2 separate regions of the Drosophila melanogaster genome follow, and region 2 is linked to region 1. Evidence: chromatin contacts called from public Hi-C data. All regions are on one chromosome and are shown on one strand. The core of a region is the stretch at or near the end of the contact, and the rest is flanking DNA. Distances in the headings are between cores, read along the strand shown.

What was found. Hi-C and Micro-C count contacts between places; a contact is called where the count stands out from the background.
Region 2: a contact with region 1 is called in a Hi-C map of the Kc167 cell line, with 2.0 times the contacts expected there.

What each region holds. Positions count from the first base shown.
Region 1 is chr3L:4,234,173-4,238,012 of dm6, forward strand. It overlaps ImpL2 (Ecdysone-inducible gene L2), which reads right to left and starts at 1,975. Exons shown (of 3, transcript NM_079197.5): 1 at 1,731-1,975. The coding sequence starts at 1,736.
Region 2 is chr3L:7,865,386-7,869,532 of dm6, forward strand. Pdp1 (PAR-domain protein 1) reads right to left here and starts at 1,984. Exons shown (of 5, transcript NM_168233.3): 1 at 1,856-1,984. The coding sequence starts at 1,898. It overlaps CG32365, which reads left to right and starts at 3,657. Exons shown (of 5, transcript NM_168240.2): 1 at 3,657-3,718.

The sequences.
Region 1 (3,840 bases), core at 725-3,224:
AATTTATTACAAAAGCGATCTGATTATTAATTGCTTGTGAATTGATTTCGATTCAGAATCGAACGATAGTGGTTCCTAGGGGCTGTTGCGAGGGGGGTTGTGGGCGAAGGTGTGGCAAGTGCCTGCGTGACCAGCGCAACGTCAGGCTCAAAAAAAGTGAATAAGCATGTAAGCAATTCTGGTTGGAAGCCGGCTTTAAAAAGTGCATGTGGATGTGGATATGGAGATGGAGATGTTCGGCGGATCACGTAGCCAGCACTCCACTTGGAAAACTTAAAACCTAAAACTAAAAACCAATGGCGGAGGTCTCCAGCTGACGCGACACTAAATGCATAGCCACTTTTTTCTAAGCCAAAAAACTGACTCAACAGCCGGCGAAATGCAGATCGGATTAACCCATGGCCATCTAGGGCTTAGCATTTGTGCATTTCTAACTATTTCTTCAAGGTATCAACATAGCTCCAATATCTGAAAGAATAGCTTCATTTGCAACCAATCTTGAAGATCTAGCAAGAACCACCTTACAAAGAAGGTAAAGAAATATCTGTCCTCAAGTTCTGGCAAAAACTGATAGAATGAATATTCTGACCTCTAGAAGTAAATTAAGTGGTATAGTCACACATATTCATTCGAGAATGTACTAGGTTATAAAATGTAAAGATAACTCGCTTAAATAATAATAATAACTCGAAATACAAATGAATCCGCTCTTAAGCAACGAAATCGGCACAGATAAGCTGATATTATAAATATAGATCAAACTGCACAAGTTCGCACAGTTCTCAATGACAAATTCCGGTTGTGGAGATGTCAAAACAGATCTCAGGCAACGAATATTCATAATATTTTGCTTAAGTTCTGTTTGACAATTGGCATTCTTCTCACGCTCGATCGCCACTGAGGACTTTGTTTACTCTTAGTATCCGCCAGTTTTTCGGCGTATAAAAGCACATTGCTGACCAAATACTGCAGTTATCATTATTGCCCGGCTTTCGGGAAGCAAAACAACAACAACAGATCCGATATATGAGGGGAAACTACAGACCAACTGGCGACTACCCCAGAAAAACTGAGATCCCCCCAGTGTCTGTTGGTATTCCACTAGTCTGTTGCCTAGCGCGATAACAAATCATTTTTGTTGCACAATTAAAAATCACGAGTGTGCTAAATTAAAGATGAAATGTTTCAATTAAATCGTTTGCGAATTGACCCTTTGTACCCACGTCACATGAATCAAACATGGAATCAAACTGCTCATTTTTAGCACTCTCATCACGAAAAGTTATGAATTGATGGCACAAGATCAGAAACTGGTACAAAAATGTATGAAGATGTTCAAAGTCGAGATACCATTCGATTGCCAAGGCGATGAGTCAAACGGAGGAAGCTGCTATATAAGTTATACGGATGGTTTTGAACCCCGAACCCCAATTAAGTGGGCTATCTTTTCTGCTAAATCATGGTTTCTAGGCGGTCCTACATATAAAAAATATATTATTGAGAAAGGTTTTTTTTCGTTTGCCGCTATAAAGATTATTCAGTTTTTGATGGAATATTTTTTAATTAAGCCATAGAACTGTGCAGTATATAGTCAAAATTAATTTAAATAAAGATCCAAATGCATATATTCCCCAATAATCAGAGACATTTAAGCTTGTAATAGTTGTCCAAAAATCCCGCCATATGCTTATAGTTAGTACACTTATTTAGTGATTGACTAGCATTCGTACCTGCATATTTTTTGTTTTTTGGATGACGTTCACTCGAAGCTTCGTTGGCACTTTCACTAGAGTTCTAGAACTTCGGCTGGAGTTTCCGGTGGAAATGGAATACGTTAAGGTGGGCTTTCGATTTCACTTGGACTAAAACTCAGGCTGCAGTTGCAGTTATACTCTCGGCTCTGTATATATATGTGAATATATATATATATGGTCGATTCTCGGTGGAGCTCCGTTCTGCTCGAGATGTGGCGAGTGATGATGGACTGTGTGGCGGAAGATTGAGCGTCCATGCTTTTATATCTGGCATCTGGCATGGGCATGGGCATGGGCATGCCCGAACCGAACCAAAAATCAACAAGTGGGCGAATGCGGGACGAACGGACGAACGGACAAACGGACAAACGGACGCATGGACAAACGGACGAGCGAGCAAATTGGACTCTACAGGGGCTTTAATAACAGTTATGGCGTCGGCACTCTCTACAGATACAGTATCTCAATCCGCATTCGTATCTGTAAATGTATCTGTGGCGGCTGCCTTCGTGTCCACGCTCGGGTTTCTTATATTTTTTTCGTTAGCCCCAAAAAGGGGGTGGCTCACAGGGGATGGGATGGCTGTGGCTCTGGCTCCGAGTTACTTGTTGCTCCCCTTTGATTGATTGACTCGCAAAGAAAATTGTATGCAAATTTATTATTTTAAATTACATTTTTCTCATTAACATTCGCAGAAGATTGGATCGGCTGCGTTCGGATCGGACTGGAAATCAAATGAAATGAAATGAAATGAAATGCGTGCCCCAAATGCATATGAAAATCACTACGGTTTTTTACAGTACACTCAAGCGCCTCGATCCCACAAATTACCATATGGCGGTGACTCTCACAAGGATCAATAGATGCCAGTCACTTGGCGGAGGCGGTGCCTTCTGATTTCCCACCATTCCCAACATTGATGGCCTCCGCCTTTGGGCTGATAATTCCGGATTTGTTCAGGTCGCGATTTTAATTCGGCTCGACGGGAATTAGTTCCATCTGCTTTCCGGTCAGACAGTCAATCACCGTGGTTCTATGGATATATGTAGAGCTGGAGATACAGATATAGGTATGGCTATGACGATAGCGATGGCGATGGCAGACCTGCTGCCTCCAGTTGGAGACTCTGCATCAATTGCCGCGGTGTCCGCTATTTGCATTCCAGAGCCCCGGTACCAATTGCACAAAGATCCCGCCACAGACGATGCTGCAATTGATTTTGGTGTGGCGTCAATTGAAATGCACTTCGGAGTCTAGGAGTCTGGGCACGGAGAAAAAATCCAACCAAAATTGGTAATCCGCCTCATTACAATGGGGCTTATATCAGCACAAATAATGCTCTTCAGCTGGACGAGAATAGGCCACCTAATTAGAGTTCTATGGGCCTTTGTTGCTACTTCTTAAACGCCCACTTTTTATGTGGAATATACCACAAAAAACCGGAAAAATATCTAAATACGCACAGTGAAAAAAAAATGTACTCAAAAGTGATGGCTCATCAATGTTTTGCTTGGCAAAAAAAACTCTTATCTGTGCGATTCGTCACTAGGTGGTGATATTTTCAAGGTATTCAAATAATTTAATTAAATTAAGGCCACATATATATTTAAATCTAGAAAGGTCTCTTATCTGCGACAGCAGATGACACATTTTTATAATATATCAGTCTAATATTAAAATATATAGAACAATTCTTTGGTGTAAATATGCATTTCCACTTTCTACTTGTTCAATTTAAAAATTTGTTTTAATTTTAAGATAAAGTATTACGAATAAGTAATGCTTTCTAAAATGTTTCAATTAAATAATCTCACGTATTTGCTGTCTATCTTAAAATCTGATAACTACATTAAACCTATATTCTCAGCCATTTTTTCACTGTGTGGGCCTACGTGCTCCAAGTGGCCTGCCACCGTTATATTCAAATGAAGTGGAGCTCACGCAATCACGGCAACAGACAGCCCGGGGAAAGCCAGCATGATGACCACCAGCTTGGTCATTATCGGTTCGGGAACCACATGATGATGGGACCTTGCCACCGCAGTTGGAAATGGCTGTGAAAATGGTCACCTAGCAACAGCGGCTG
Region 2 (4,147 bases), core at 734-3,233, 3.6 Mb after region 1:
TGAATGGAACTTGGAGGTTCTAAGACAGCCACTAAATCCCCGACCTGACCATGTGATCCGATCGCTGGAAAAAAAAAACAACCGAACCCCAGATCGTGAGAGTTGTTTCTGTGGGGAAAACACGATCGTGAGTCTCGCACTCTCGCGAGCTTTTAATGAGAGCTTTGTCGATTCGATCCAGAAGTTGCTAGAAAATAATGAATATCAGGGTACAACAGGTGCACTGAAAAAAGGGCGTGCAACGAGAGGCTTATCAGAAGCTGTGGGTATTAATAATACTATAAAATTTGTCGTTGCATATTAGAACTATGAAAATGGAATCCTTTTCATTATTATTATTTTTCAGGTTCATAATTTTTTAGCTTATGAACCAATATCTAAGATCTATGGACTTTCCCTGTCTGATTAAAACAAATGCAATATATTATTTACAAAATGCATTCTGTAAATATAGATAATTAAATCTAAAGTTTCTCACAAGTAAAAGGCTCGAGAACAAATGGAATCTTTATTATATGCATGGTCGTCTTTTCAAGCCCTCTAAAAATGAGCAATGGGATGGCAACTGTGTGACTGTGTGTCGTAAATGTTTATAATTAAAACTAGCCCCTGCCTACATCCACACCATAATCATCGTAATCACCATCCGCACAGCCACAACTCACTTTTTATGCGGCCCAACTATATCATGAGGGTAAATATTTATAGTCGCCTGGTAACCTCGTCTTTCCTTTCCTCCTGATAACGAAGCCGGCGACAACGATGACAGTGCAATTGATTGTGATTATGGAATGGCGACAACTGTCGACGACGACGTCGTCGTTTCTATTTCACCAATTCTGGACAGCAGTCCATCATGGCAACCCAAAACTGAGTACTGGATAGGGGGAAATGAGCTCAATCCAAGAATCCACGCTATTTTATCGAGCACCCCAACATTTGATTAGTCTGATATCAAAGGCCTCAAGTGCCGACGCAAGATCCAACGGGGTCAGTTTTGGGGCCTATGCATATCGATCGCAGGTGATCGGGTTGGTAAATACTAGTTTATCTCGGGGAAGTCGTTCGGTGGAGTGGCTAAGTGGTCGGAGGGGTGGGAACCTGATTGGGCTTGGGGGTTTCCTGGGCGGGGTCCACAATATATCAATTAGGCGGCATCTGGATTGTACTAATTAATGACGGCATGCTGTGTAAATTCCGAATTATTCATTGCTATTGAGTACGGCTGCACTGGGTATTTATAAATATATAAATTTTAAGACTAAAGCAAAAAAATTAAAAGTTTGTTTCAGCTTCTCTATCTTCAGATCCCCCAATTTAGTGTGTGAAAGTATGCTACAAAAATCCTTCGAAATCCTTTAGCCACTCCTAATTCAGGTACCTCTTAGTCTCGATCCACTGTACCTCGTGACGTTTCTATTGAAGGCCGAACACAATATACAAGCACTCTAATTTTGCGTGTGCGTACATAAGCTACTATTTGCTTAAGGCTCCGCCGCTAGGTAAATAAAAAATCACCATAGAAATGGAAATAGCAAAAAAAAATAGAAAATCAAAGAAACCAATTTGTAGCAATCTGAAGACAAAATCAAATAATTTGTCACATGGCGGGCTTAACCACGGCAAAATAGAAAACAAAAAAATAAATAAAACCGTGCAAAAGCTTACTATCACACGCCCCCACAATGCTCTCTTGAGCTCTTTCTCTTTTTCGCGCACAAAGTGTGAGTGAGAGGCAGAGCAAACAAAACCGATTCGCACTCTCGCCAATGCACGTGTTACCTTTGTTGGGGCTTTCGATGATTCGGTGAGAGGGGCAAGGGGGCAATGGACAGGTGCCTACGCTACCACTTACCTCGCACGGATAAGTCCATGATATTCTCCTTGGGCTCGCTCATTGCACACTCTGTGTCCTCCTATCGATTGCAAGTGTTTGAAAACCGATTACCGATACACACGGTCGCAGCAACAACGCGTAACTGAAACTATTTTCCAAAAGATTAAATCATTTCGATGGCGGCGCGGGGGAGCATTGGGACATAAATTGGAAATCAAAATAAGAGCAACTTCAAGTACTCATTCTCACTCTGCTCTCTCGCTCTCTCTTTTTGGTGCAGCCGGCAGAATGTAATCACGTGGTCTTTATCTTCACTGGAGCCATTCAGGGGGCCAGAGCGTGAGGGGGCTAGTTGCGGAGAAGCAGCGAGAGAGCCAAGCGGCATATGTCCATCTCGCTCGCTCGCATGGCCCTCTTATATAAGCCTTATGTAACGGAGAGTCGCAGGGGCATGCGCACATGGCAACAGTGGATCGTGGGGCCATAAAAATAGAAATCTATACTAAGTACCCACTACGAACGACTCTGACTAATCGCCGTATTTCTATTTTAGTAGCTAGGGGTCAGGTTGCAGAAGGATTCCATCAAATATTTTACGTCTATAAATAAATAAATATCATAAATCATTTAAATTATAAAATTATTTAAATATATTGATATGAATAAAAACACATTAAATGTGGTTCATAAAATATTTAATATTTTTACATTTAAAAATAGTTTTAGATGACTTCCAATTTTAGTTTAAATACTTAAATTCCTACTAGTAAAATGATATGACCTTAAGTTTTGGGTCATGCTTTTCGAAATCAGTAAGCTATGGAGTTCTTTGTCAAAAGGGGGTTATGTACAAATGTTCATCAAAGGGAATTAAAGCACTTCTGTTATGATAAAAGCTTGAAAATCCTTCCCCTAAGCTAGATAAACAGGGGCAAACATCAGCGCAGCGCAATCAAATTGATTGGCAAGCTGTCTCCCCAATATAGATACCACATAAGGTATGGGAATTAGGCCGGGGATTAGTCAGCGGAGGAACGAATGCTAATGCCTCCTTAGAAGGGGGAATGGTAAAACAATTTCCATTTCTCAACCGATATTATTAGTTTCGTTGAACAAAATTTGCACTGGAAAAAAACCCTTTTCTTACTCATGATAAAATATAAAAACTAATTAATTTTAAGACATTTGGAATAATATTTATAATGAATACTAAGATGCAATCTATTTAACTAAAAGAAGAACAAAAATAAACTTTATCTTTTTAATATACTTTTTCATATTTTCTTGTAAAATACAATCTACATTTTTCAAATTTCTTGGCGCGCCAAATCATTAACATTTCTACATTTGAAAACATGTTAACGAATTTAATGTATTTATAGACTTTTATTATTATAGACTCTTGTGCAGTTAACTAAGCTATTGACTAAATGCTATAAGCTAAAAAAAAAGTCTCTATAAAATCACTTAAATGTATACGTTCAAGACGTTTCTTTCATTTAATTTGTTAAATTTAGGTTTCACGATCTGATCTTATGACATAAAAACGATTGTTTAACAAAATGCTTAGCATACTTTTAAGCATATTTTTTTTACTGTTGTTGCACTGTTATTAAGAGAATAGCTAGCTGTTAAGACATTCTTTGCAGACTCTGTTTTATTCGGTTGCCTTGGTAACTTCTTCATTCATTTATTTCAGAGAGAACGAGCTTACTGTTAATAACATTAACATTAACATTGGAGATCGAAATAATAACCCAAGCAGGGTGACCCAAGCACAAACTGTCTGCGAATTTGGCGGTAACATACAGTTGGTCTTCCAGTTAGGTTTCCACCTCGGCCGGGAAAAGTCGCGTGAATTACGAGAAGCAGCAAACTGTTGTAAAGTTGAAAAACAAGCTATTTATTAGTAGAACATTATTCTTGAACATTTAATAACAACAGTTCGCACTAAAATTCAAACCCAACAACATTTCAACGAATCAATATTTCCCAATTTTTCTGGATTTTAGTACAGTAAAACTCATCAATTCGGGCGCAAACGAAAACTAGCTGCGGCTTTATGAATTTTGTTTGTGTTATGCGCGCGCGAATAAATCCCAGAAATTGATTTCCATTGAATTTCTATTAAATTGTATTGAAAAAAATCCTTCGAGTGTCAAAAACTAATTGATTTGTGCGTGAGTGTGTGAAAGTGAACTTATGGGTGCGTGAAAAAATGCAATAATCCAAAGGGAAATACCGCTAAAGAGGAAAACATCAACAATGCCAATTTAAAAGAGACCAACAAAAAAAAATAGCAGAGAAAGA